2 separate regions of the Mus musculus genome follow, and region 1 is linked to region 2. Evidence: chromatin contacts called from public HiChIP or PLAC-seq data. All regions are on one chromosome and are shown on one strand. Each heading gives the region's core, a stretch centred on a gene start, on an enhancer-like site or on the middle of the called end of the contact. The rest is flanking DNA. Distances are from core to core; before and after follow the strand shown.

Evidence for each region. HiChIP or PLAC-seq counts read pairs in DNA pulled down with a chosen protein or histone mark.
Region 1: an H3K27ac HiChIP or PLAC-seq map of embryonic stem cells shows a contact between it and region 2, with 13 read pairs. The contact joins the promoter of Hpgd here to the enhancer-like site in region 2. A contact is called at or near these places in 3 of 39 promoter capture datasets (embryonic stem cells and liver), 3 of 484 Hi-C or Micro-C datasets (embryonic stem cells and liver) and 3 of 115 datasets of contacts at active chromatin or transcription factors (all in embryonic stem cells).

Annotation. Positions count from the first base shown.
Region 1 is chr8:56,292,366-56,299,038 of GRCm38.p6, forward strand. It overlaps Hpgd (hydroxyprostaglandin dehydrogenase 15 (NAD)), which reads left to right and starts at 2,187. Exons shown (of 7, transcript NM_008278.2): 1 at 2,187-2,347; 2 at 2,574-2,697; 3 at 5,991-6,097. The coding sequence starts at 2,255.
Region 2 is chr8:56,248,324-56,254,216 of GRCm38.p6, forward strand. No RefSeq gene overlaps it. Among named protein-coding and RNA genes, the nearest start is that of Hpgd, 43 kb to the right of the region's middle. Within about 2 kb of position 4,183, at least 14 of the 459 cell types and tissues checked have an H3K27ac peak or open chromatin away from gene starts, as enhancers often do. A contact at or near this core is called in embryonic stem cells, where this site is marked.

The DNA of each region.
Region 1 (6,673 bases), core at 937-3,436, 42 kb after region 2:
GTCCTTGTTTCCCCTTCTCTCACGGGTGTGATTTATGAACAATCTAGAAACAATTTGTTAAGATTAATACTTATTACGCTATTATTCTGTGCCAGGCCCTGTGGTAATGCTTCACATGCGTTGCTCAAGTCTTACTTAACAAATCAGGAATCTGAGGCACGATAAAGGGAAGAGCAACACCCTCCGCGTCATCTGAAATCTCAACCATAGACCCTCAGACTCCTGTTTGGCTGTTTGGTGTTTGGTTTTGGTTTTGTTTTCTTTTTTTCATGACACCAGTCTCTTTAGTCTGAACCAATCCTGTCCTTTCTTAAAGGAAAACTTAGTCTCCTCCTAATCTCGCCAATGACTACCCGGTCCTAGATCCATAATGATGGGCTTGACAGTAAAACAACCTCTCTCTCTCTTCACCAGCCACTTTCTCCTAAAACTTCGCATCAGGTGCTGTGCCTTTTAAATTTACTCATACTGGCTATTACTGCTCTAGCTGATTGAAAACCTTTTGCCAAATGTGGCGCTCATCTCCATCAAAGCTTTAGGGACCACTTGACTTTTGGAACGGTTCCTCTCTGTTGAGCGCTGCAAAGCCACTGCTCTTCAGACATCTTCACTCATAGTGCAGTAGCTGTTTTTGTTTTTTGTTTTGTTTGTTTTGCTTTGTTTTTCTAGCTTTGGGCAAATCCTTCCTGGTGAAGATGTGTTCTTTTTCTCAAGCCTTCAGCCCTGGCTTTCTGTTATTTGCCTGTCTTCTTCTTATTTGTCTCTGCTGTTCTCATTCAACATCAAGCCCTTACATACACCCACTGGTGAGTTTCAGTGACGAGTCCCACACCCAAATGTATACGGGTAGGACTAACTGAACTTAGCAGTTTACTTGGGAGAAAAAAAACAATAAGAGAGGAGGGGTTGTTCGGGCATCTGAGGAAACTTGGAGGGAGCAAGACATATTTCCTTGTATATGTGCATGAAATTCTCTAGAATAAAGAAAAAATTAAAATACAGTGCCTCTACTTCCCCTTCTCAGTACAATGCTGGATATAAATATGTTCCTATCTTCTCAGCATTTTTTTTCAAGATCTAGTTTCAAGGCAACTTTGAAACCAGTTGGCTTAACACCAACTCTGTATTTTCTGCAGCCTCTCCAAACACTTCCCTGAGGAACCGGGCACATTCACCAAGGCTTCCTTCACTAAGCAGGCAAAGTACACAAAGAACTCATTCTGCTGTTAATCTCGGGCTTCCCGCGTGCTCAGATGTCTTTGTGCCTGAAAATAAATGCCAATGAATTAAACTGACAGAACGCACTTTGAAGCCTGCCGCTGTGAACGTGAGAAAGGGACTTAGTCAGTGGACTCGTGTCCTGGCAAACAGTCACCCTGGCATAAAGTCAGGGCTCCAGTTCCTGCAGGTCTGGGGACCTCAATACCAAATCTGGATTACTGAGCCATAGGAGCCAAGGTGGTCCAGCAAGTAAACTTCCATCAAAATCACAATATGCAAGGCTACCACTGATGCTGGCATGACTAAGGACAGTTCAATATGACACACAATGGACACTGATCTGAGACAGAAACTCCAGGAAGATTCTTAAAACTCTGGCGTTGGAACACGATTCAGGTTTTGGGAGTCAGAGCAAAATTAAACTCTTGTGCTCACTGTTTGTACAAAACGTCAGTAAATAAAAGCGTTATCCTCACTCACCCCAAGCCCATAACTATATTTGTTTATGAAATGAGAAGTTATGAAAAAGCTTAACACACACACACACACGTGCACAGCAACGCCCCTTAAAATATTGTTTTTGATTCCTTCTTTTGCTTGCTTTTAATTTAATATTTATTGAGGCTGTGAGGAGAAATCCAAGTTTCCAAGCCTCTTCTCTTCTCTCCTGTAAGATTAACTTTTGAGTCGTTCAAGAAACTTTTCCAGAAAGTTTGTCTTCCTTCCTTTCAGCTTTTCCTCTCTTAGCTCACTGTGTTCATGCAGCCAGAGGCTTGGGGAAAATTCCTGCTGGGGAATCTGCAACAGCTGAAAGCCTAGAAGGCAAAGATCACCTTGTGCGCCGACCCTACCCTGGTGCTCAGGGGCAGGTGACACAATGTCGGTTTCCTAGGCGCTGGCTTGACAGTTTCATCCCCGCCCACTGGCAAGAGAGCTCCTAGGGCCGCTGCACACGCGCACGGAGTGGGCTATAAAAGCTGCTGCGGCGTCCAGACTCTGAGCTCGCCCACCACCCGCAGAGACGCGACCCGCCATGCACGTGAACGGCAAAGTGGCTCTGGTGACCGGCGCGGCACAGGGCATAGGCAAAGCCTTCGCTGAGGCTCTGCTGCTCCATGGCGCCAAGGTAAGGACTTCTCCGTGTCCACCCACACGCCGCCGGAGCCCCTGGGGTGCCGAGCCCCAGGCTCGCAAGCCGACCTCCAACGCTGCTGGCAGAGAACCCGAACTTGGATGAGCACATTCTGAGGTCTAAGAAGGGAGCGTCTTTTTTATCCATTGCTTGTGTGTCTGTGGCTTGGTGGCGGCTGTTTCCTTCATAGGAGACCCGCTCCCTCTTTTCTTGTTTGTAGGTAGCATTGGTGGATTGGAATCTTGAGGCAGGTGTAAAATGTAAAGCTGCCCTAGATGAGCAGTTCGAACCTCAGAAGACACTGTTCGTCCAGTGTGATGTGGCTGACCAGAAACAACTGAGAGGTAAGACGTTGGGGAATCAATCCATAGACTCGGGAACACACCTTGTGCAAGCAGCAACCTGACTGCCAGGTAGGAGCAGACAAGGCTGAGAGCCAGCAACGCTCTCTCACGGGAAGCTGTGACCTTCTAACTCCAATGGATAGTTTGAATTTCTGTGCTTCTTTCTGATAACCCAATGGACATAAAAAGTAAGACAGGACTGCCTAAGAAATCCTTCTGTTTTAGCCACTTGGCAGCACAGAATGTAATCAAATCTTTTGTGTATTCGAAGACAGTGCTGCTACAGTTAATTACCCAGTGAGGGGGACAGGCTGCGGAACTATGGCAAGCAGTTCTCAGAGAGCTGGAAGACTTCTCCAATAACAATCAAACTCAGCGTGCCTTTCGCTTAGACACTTCAGACGCCAAGTTCCAGGTCATGGTCACAGGCAAAGCAATTGCTTTTAGCCAGATCTTTGCTCGGTTTCCCCTCTAAGATGGCACTTAAAATAATAACTGTATGGCGTTAAATTTCTTCTTCTTTAGAATTAAAGAAGAAAAGGCTCTATCGCTTTTCCCCAATGTTTTCCTGTTTTTCTGTGGTCTCTTAAAATAGATCCATCTACTTGTGAAATGTCAGGAAGAATATTGTCATCAGCAATGCACACTGGCTGTATAGAGGGCTCAAAGGATTTCCCTAAAGATAATTTCTCCAGGAAAATATAGAAAAAAAAAAGATGTTTCAAAGGGCATTGTTCAAATAAACAAAGTAAATCGGTAGGCACCTTTTTAATCTGGAAGTCAGAATACAAACCCAACCTGCTCTACAGTGTCTATCAATGGAATCCTGAGATCTTAGGTTTCTTACATCTTAGAATATACCCTATGAATAAAAATGGACGGATCCATTAGAAGACAGTGGACCTAAGATAGGGGTAATTGGATTAAAGAGAACATCATTAACATCTGAAAATGCTAATCTGTCCGATAGTAGAGGTAGCCTTTATGAGTAGAAGAGATCTTTAAGAGAAGTCATAATAGAACATCCTTTGCCAGAGAATGGTTTTATTGATACTATATCATTTAGTTTCAATGACAGTCATGCCCAGTCCCAACATTCATGCTACTGGACTAGGGACCAGTAAAGATAAATTATATGGCTTCACGCATGGTATTTAATGTGTTATTCTGCCAGTATTTAAAATGAGTATCATGTCTACGAATATATTCCTTAAACATTAAGTGATTGTGAAGGAACCTCAAGCACACAGTAAATGGCCCAGAAGACCTGTCTATCATAAGAAGTCCCCACCTTGTTTAGAGACCCTCATACATAAAAGGAAAGGATTCTTGAAACTTCAGAACTTAGGGCTGCCCACAACTTTTAAGACTGTTTAGATACATTGGGCTCATAAAGACACAGAGCTGAAAGGGTTCCTGCAGCCCATCTAGATACGTTATGGTGAAAATCAGCAAACCAGAATAGCACAAAATGTTCAGACAAATTATAAAGAGGATCATAGCATGTACATGACAGAAGGAGCTAAACTTCTAAGTCACTTGAGCTGAAATCTCAATGAGATGTCAGACAGCAGACAGCATAGGACACTTTAGTAAAAGTCTAACCAGTGGCTTCCAGGAGGGAAGAAAATTAAACCTAGACATGAAACCTAGACATTTGCTGGAACCAATTTACGACTTAAGGAACTGTTTTAAAGTTGCACTGAAATATAAATGATATATATAATATCACTATATATCACTTTTAGTTTTGGTTTCCGGCTTGGCTTAGTAAGTATAAAATGATGCTTATGCAAAGCTTTGTCAATATGCTTAACAATCACCTTTGATGGTTGTTAATAACTTTTTGAATTTATTTCAGTCAAGATAAATTTTGGGTTGATCTATCTATTTCAAAGAACCCATATGTTCACTTGCAGGCCTAAGAATACACATCTTCCATAGGAAAGAAAAAAGATAGTTGGCTGCAGTCTGAAGTAATAGAGATAGATTGAAAATGACCATGGAACTTGTCAAATCTTTAGAAGTATATAAGAGACTGCTTTAAGAAGTCCGAGTTTCCTAAGGTTAGGTGACGCCCTCTTTGAACTAGCTGTTGAGGGTTTTCAAGTCTTTGATATATCGTAAGACACTGAAATGAGTAAGATTCAGGTCTGGGAATCTATAGTAAGTTTCTCAAATAAACACCGCTTTATACAAAGCCATAATACTGTAAACTAGCAATGATAATAGGAAAGAAGAATGAAATAGTAAACATGAAAGCAGATTAACACAATGAAATTGACTGAATAAAGCATCAACTTTTACTTATTAAACAGCAGAGATTCTTTTTTTTTTTTTTTTTTTTTTTTTTTTTGGTTTTTGGAGACAGGATTTCTTTGTATATAGCCCTGGCTGTCCTGGAACTCACTTTGTAGACCAGGCTGGCCTCGAACTCAGAAATCCGCCTGCCTCTGCCTCCTGAGTGCTGGAATTAAAAGCATGCACCACCACGCCTGGCTTCAGAGATTCCTAAAATACAATCATAATGTATTTAAGTGCACTGAGTACTTGAGTTAGTTTAATGCTCTGCATATAAAATATAGATTATTAAGAGCGGATATTTGAAGGACTAGAGGTATAGCTCCTGTGGTAGAGCACTTTCCTAGAATGTGGAAGGCTCTGGATTTGACTCTTGCTGCAAACAAACACCAAGTCTATACCAAAGTGTTCCAATTACTTCTTAGGAAGAGAAAGGTAACAGCTGCCTGAACTGACCTCGAAAGAGCTTCTAGTTGAGATGCTCACTTCTCTAGTGCTCACCCCATCAGTTTATTGATTATAGAACTTAAATGTGAGCTCAAATCATCTAAGGATCTGCTGAAGTAAGTTTCTGATTTAGTAGCCATGCAATGACTATACTGTGTTTCTAACGTGTAGGTTACTCAAGGTAACAAAACTTGAACCAGGTTATGAGGTTAATCTTTACCATGTGGTTGAATAGATTTAATTTAAAATCTAGCCAAACCTGGCGGCACAAGCCTGTACTTTCAGCTACAGAGGCTAAAGCGTGAACATTCCAAGTTCAGGGACAATCTATGAAATTTAGTGAGACCCTGACTCAAAATAATAAGTAAAAGATGACTGGAGTATAGGAGAGCTCTTTGATTAGAAGACGCAACCTAAATTCAACCTCTAGTGCAATAATAAAATAGAATAAAATCATAAAGTAAAACCAATAAAATCATTTCCTCTTACAGCAAATGGTTTCAGTGCATAGACGGAAAATGAAAATCTCTCCTTTTTTTTGTTAGATACTTTTAGAAAAGTTGTAGACCATTTCGGAAGATTGGATATTTTGGTCAACAATGCAGGCGTGAACAATGAGAAAAACTGGGAACAGACTCTACAAATTAATTTGGTAAGCTATATCTAGCTCATTTATTGTCTAAAAGTATTTAGCACTACTTCTTTACACATAAGAGGTTACTAATGTATTCATAGAGCAATAATAACCTTTCAGTAGAGAAAAGTAGAAGTTACTGAAAGCTAGAAAGTAGATGTTTTACTAATATGAAGATATTTGATATTTGTAATTATGAGAATCTCTCTTAAAGGGTTAGAGATAAGGAGAAGCAGAGTTCAGTGCATTTTCAACCCAAATGGCCTGTCACTGGTTTTCAGATGACCTACAGGCTAAAAGTTATTTTTACACTTTAAGTGGCTAAAGAATTAATAACAAGAAATACACAAATAAAGCAAACTGCAATTTGAGCATCTATAAAGTTTTATTATAATGCAGCCCTGCAGTCATTGTTATACATTTCTGTGCCTGGCTTTTTGTAATAATGGCAGAACTCAATGTTGTAACAAAAACCTTATGGCTTGCAATGCTAAAAATATTCTCTGTCTGAGATTGCTAAACTCTGACTCAACTTACTTATTTAAGAAAACAAGTCTTAAATTTTGGAAAATGGATCAGAAAATAAGGTTAAAG
Region 2 (5,893 bases), core at 2,933-5,432:
AACAATCCCAGGACCAGATGGGTTTAGTGCAGAGTTCTATCAGACCTTCAAAGAAGACCTATTTCCAGCTCTGCACAAACTAGTCCACAAAATAGAAGCAGAAGGTACTTTACCCAACTCATTCTCTGAAGCCACAATTACTCTGATACCTAAACCACAGAAAAACCCAACAAAGATTGAGAACTTCAGTTCAATTTCCCTTATGAATATAGATGCAAAAGTACTCAATAAAATTCCCACTAACCCAATCCAAGAACACATTAAAACAACCATCTATCCTGACCAAGTAGGTTTCATTCCAGGGATGCAGGGATGGTTTAATGTATGGAAATCCATCAACGTAATCCACTATATAAACAAACTCAAAGACATAAACCACATGATCATCTCATTAAATGCAGAGAAAGCATTGGACAAAATCCAACACCCATTCATGATAAAAGTTTTGGAAAGATCAGGGATTCAAGGCCCATACCTAAACAGCAAACCAGTAGCCAACATCAAATTAAATGGTGAGAAGCTGGAAGCATTCCCACTAAAATCAGGGACTAGACAATGCTGCCCACTTTCTCCCTACCTATTCAACATTTTATTGAAATTCTGCTCAGAACAATTCGACGGCAAACAGAGATCAAGGGGATACAAATTGGAAAGGACAAGTCAAATTATCACTATTTGCAGATGATTTGATAGTATATATAAGTGACCCTAAAAATTCCACCAGAGAACACCCAAACCTGATAAGCAGCTTCAGTGAAGTAGCTGGATATAAAATTACCTCAAACAAGTAAATGACCTTTCTCTACACAAAGGATAAACAGGCTGAGAAAGAAATTAGGGAAACAACACCCTTCACAATAGTCACAACTAATATAAAATAACTTGGTGTGACTCTAACTAAGGAAGAGAAAGATCTGTATAATAAGAACTTCAAGTCTCTGAAGAAAGAAATTAAAGAAGATCTCAGAAGATGGAAAGATCTCCCAGGGTCATGGATTGGCAGGATCAATATAGTAAAAATCACTATCTTGCCAAAAGCAATCTACAGACTCAATGAAATCCCCATCAAAATTCCAAATAACTCTTCAATGAATTAGAAAGGGCAATCTGCAAATTCATCTGGAATAACAAAAAACCTAGGATAGCAAAAACTCTTCTCAAGTATAAAAGAACCTCTGGTGGGATCACCATGCCTGAGCTAAAGCTTTACTACAGAGCAATTGTGATAAAAACTGCATGGTACTGGTATAGCGACAGACAAGTATAACAATGGAATAGAATTGAAGACCCAGAAATGAACCCACACACATATGTTTACTTGATCTTTGACAAGGGAGCTAAAACCATCCAGTGGAAAAAAAGACAGCATTTCAACAAATGATGCTGGCACAACTGCTGGTTAACATGTAGAAAAATGCGAATTGATCCATTCCTATCTCCTTGTACTAAGGTCAAATCTAAGTGGATCAAGGAACTCCACATAAAACCAGAGACAGTGAAACTTATAGAGGAGAAAGTGGGGGAAAGCCTCAAAGATACAGGCACAGGGGAAAAATTCCTGAATAGAAGAGCAATGGCTTGTGCTGTAAGATCAAGAATCGACAAATGGGACCTCATAAAATTGCAAAGCTTCTGTAAGATAAAAGACATAATCAATAAGACAAAAAGACCACCAAAGTAATGGGAAAGGATCTTTACCTATCCTAAATCAGATATGGGACTAATATCCAATATATATAAAGAACTCAAGAAGCTGGACTCCAGAAAATCAAATGACCCCATTAAAAAATGGGGCTCAGAGCTAAACAAAGAATACCGAATGGCTGAGAAGCACCTGAAAAAATGTTCAGCATCCTTAATCATCAGGGAAATGCAAATCAAATTAACCTTGAGATTCCACCTCACACCAGTCAGAATGGCTAAGATCAAAAATTCAGGTGACAGCAGATGCTGGCAAGGATGTGGAGAAAGAGGAACACTCCTCCATTGTTGGTGGGATTGCAAGCTTGTACAACCACTCTGGAAATCAGTCTGGCAGTTCCTCAGAAAATTCGACATAGTACTACTGGAGGAACCAGCAATACCTCTCCTGGGCATATATCCAGAAGATGTTCCAAGTGGTAAGAAAGACACATGCTCCACTATATTCACAGCAGCCTTATTTATAATAGCCAGAAGCTGGAAAGAACCTAGATGCCCCTCAACAGAGGAATGGATACAGAAAATGTGGTACATTTACACAATGGAGTACTACTCAGCTATTCAAAAAATGAATTCATGAAATTCCTAGGCAAATGGATGGACATGGAGGGCATCATCCTGAGTGAGGTAACCCAATCACAAAAGAACTCATATGATATGTACTCACTGATAAGTGGATATTAGCCCATAAACTTAGATTTCCCAAGATATAAGATACAATTTGTGAAACACAAGAAACTCAAGAAGAAAGAACACCAAAGTGTGGACACTTTTCCCCTTTTTAGAATTGGGAACAAAACACCCATGGAAGGAGTTACAGAGACAAAGTTTGGAGGTGAGACGAAAGGATGGACCATCTAGAGACTGCCATATCCTGGAATCCATCCCATAATCAGCCTCAAACTGCTGATTCCATTGCATACACTAGCAAGATTTTGCTGAAAGGACCCTGATATAGCTGTCTCTTGTGAGACTATGCAGGGGCCCAGCAAACACAGAAGTGGATGCTCATAGTCAGCTATTGGATGGATCACAGGGCCCACTATGGAGGAGCTAGATAAAGTAACCAAGGAGTTAACAGGATCTGCAACCCTATAGGAGGAACAACAGTATGAACTAACCAATACCCCCCCCCCCCCCGGAGCTCGTGTCTCTAGCTGCATATATATCAGAAGATGGCCTAGTAGACCTTCAGTGGAAAGAGAGGCCCATTGGTTGTTCGAATTTTATCTGCCTCAGTACAAGGGAATGCCAGGGCCAAGAAGTGGGAGTGGGTGGATGGGAGAGTGGATGGGGGAGCGTGTGGGGGACTTTTGGGATAGCATTGGAAATGTAAATGAAATAAATACCTAATTTAAAACAAACAAACAAACAAACAAACAGGGGCAGTTATATCCCCCAAGGTCACCAAAGGCACTTCTTGCTCTTCCTTTATTTGTTCTAAATTTTTTGCAAACTGATGTTAAATGTCAGTCTGCAGTAGATTGTCACTGGCATCCAGTTACTTCTAGTTCTTATGCCATGGTAAAATGGTGGGACCCATTAACTAATGAATGGAAGGGTCCAGACCTGATCCTAATCTGGGGAAGGGGCTCCGTCTGTGTTTTTTCACAAAAAGAATATGGAACGCGATGGCTGCCTGAAAGATTAGTTCGTCAACTGGACACAGATTCTGAATCTTCTAGTAAGTATGACTCTAGCCTTGATTATGGTTAAAAATTCTCTTTAGCCGAAAAGTTAATTTAGAGCACAGCCTCCACTCCCAGAGAAGCTGCAGCCTTTCTGCAATTCTCACAGCTACCTTCCCCTCACAAGGATTTCTAAGGCTAAGCTAGATCATTGCTAATTTGCAATTGAATGGAGTACCTGGACTTCCCCAAAGAAGCTTTTGAACTGTTGCTTTTCACTGTTTCCCATTGTTTTTCAAGCAGGTTAGTCAATGCCCCTCAGCCTGACTGCAGCAGGTGTGCAGCCTCACCTCAAACACCGCAGGTGACAGTTATTAATCTTCATGAAGAAGCATTCTAAGTACATATTGTGGCTTTGGTCTGAATTGGGAATAAGGTGTGCTAATGAGGGCCAGACAGTCAAAGACGGGCACCCAGATCTTGGAACCATACCAATCTAAGACAGAGGTACATGCCAAAAGGCCGTGGCTGTTGATAACACACCACAGAGCCATGTTTTGTATGAAATATAACACAAACAAGCTTTACATAACCTCCAAGATGGAATTGGATGGTTTGGGAAGATCTAAGATTTCCTAAGACAGGCATAGTCATCAGCCACCATACCTCCCAAGCAGGACTATAGAGCATAAATAAATTTTATGCCTCAGTCCAGCTTTTTTTTAATATTAATAACAGGGGGAAATTGTAACCTCCCCCAGCCTGAAGCAGGCTAAGCTAGACCTTGACCTTGCTGCCAATAAGGAGATTACCTAGGGTGGAGCCTTCCTCCCAAGATCACTCTATTGTTCAGCCACGGCCTCTGTTCCCCTTCAAGGTACTGCTACCTGCTGGGAGGCAGCTGAGCTATTCTGGAGACTACACCCTATCCTGCAGCTGGTTCCAGGCTCCAAGAATGAACTGAAGAAAATGGGCCTGCCCTCCCCCCACCCCCTTTTATAACTGCATTTGCCATTAAAAATTTAAGCTTTGATCAGGAATCTTGACTTAGCTCCATTTTTCTCTCAACCGCCTAGTTCCTCTCTTTTCAGCCCCAGCTTGCCTTCCAGGTGAAACTCCGTTCATGTGAGCCATGGTCGGCTTCCAACAGCAGAGAATGGCCTTATCTGGCATCAATGGGAGGGAAGACCCTTGGTCCTGTGAAGGCTTGATGGCCCAGCATAGGAAAATGCTAGGTCAGTGAGGTGAGAGTGGATGGGTGGGGGAGCACCCTCATGGCAGGAGGGCAATGGAGGATGGGTTAGGGGGGTTGCAGAGGGGAAATCAAGAAGGATGATAACATTTGAAATGTAAATAAATAAAATAACCAAGAAAAAAAGAAAAAAATTGTCTTTAAAGATACTTTGTTACTTTTCACTGGTGCATAGAAATATAAAGACTATAATCGATATGTGTAGAGAATGTGTAATAATTAGGTCAGAATAACTATCATATATATGACCTCAGACTTTATTATTTATATATACTGAGAATATTCTGTACCCTCCCTGAATTATCCTGTCAAATTAATTGTTCTGCATTACACTGTAAAACATTTAGATTGTTTAAAATATTCTACTATACTATAAAACATAAAGAATTTATTTCCACCATCCATCTCTACCAATGGTAGTGGATTTTTGATAAAATTATTTAAAAGAACAAATGAGAGAAAATGACTTAGAGAGAATGGGATTTCAGACTTTAGCCCAGTTTTAGAATTAACAGAGCAGAGGCGTGTTAACAAAAAAATGAGAGCACAGTTAAAAGTATGACAGCTCCTGTCTGAATCATCTCATCTCATTTTTTTTCTCCACAGAACTTCAAAAGAATAAAGAAACTTGAGCCAACTAAATGCATGCTGTCATAGCCATTCATTAGCTGTTCTTTGAATTTCCAAGACACATTGCACTTTGCTTAAAATGAACATGAATTCAAACAAGCTTATACTATGAAATGTCTTGATAACAGGAAATCAATTATTAGGGGATAGCAAGTAGACCTTTTCATCTTTTAATAAATGCACAAATATCCATTATTTATCTCTAATAAATTATGATTGAGATGCTGTACTGCAAATGACTTAGGAGGTAGTAGTGAGGAATCACTGGATTGCGAGGATGGCAATTTACCTTTCATTTCTGTTTTATATTTTGAAGACAGTTATTTCAGGTTAACATTTTGTGATATTATTTAATTTAATAGCTTACAAGACAAAATAAATAGTTTGAGGTATTTGCCAAAGCATAAAATGTCTCCATTTATACTTAAATACTTTGTGGAACTCTGTCCTCTGGGCATGACCTGCTGTCCCCCTCTTGAAAACTCAGCTCTGGTCTTGTGCAGTTACTTAGAAGAGCTGAGTTCCATCATAAAGCAGAGAGAATAGTATCCCTCCCCCCACCCCCAGGTTTATAGAAGCAGTTTGCTGTGGGGTGAGAGAGTTACTTTTCAGAGATTTACCCACCCATAACTTGCTGTTGCTTCTGTCAGTCATCCCAAACTGAATCACTTCTTAACCATTC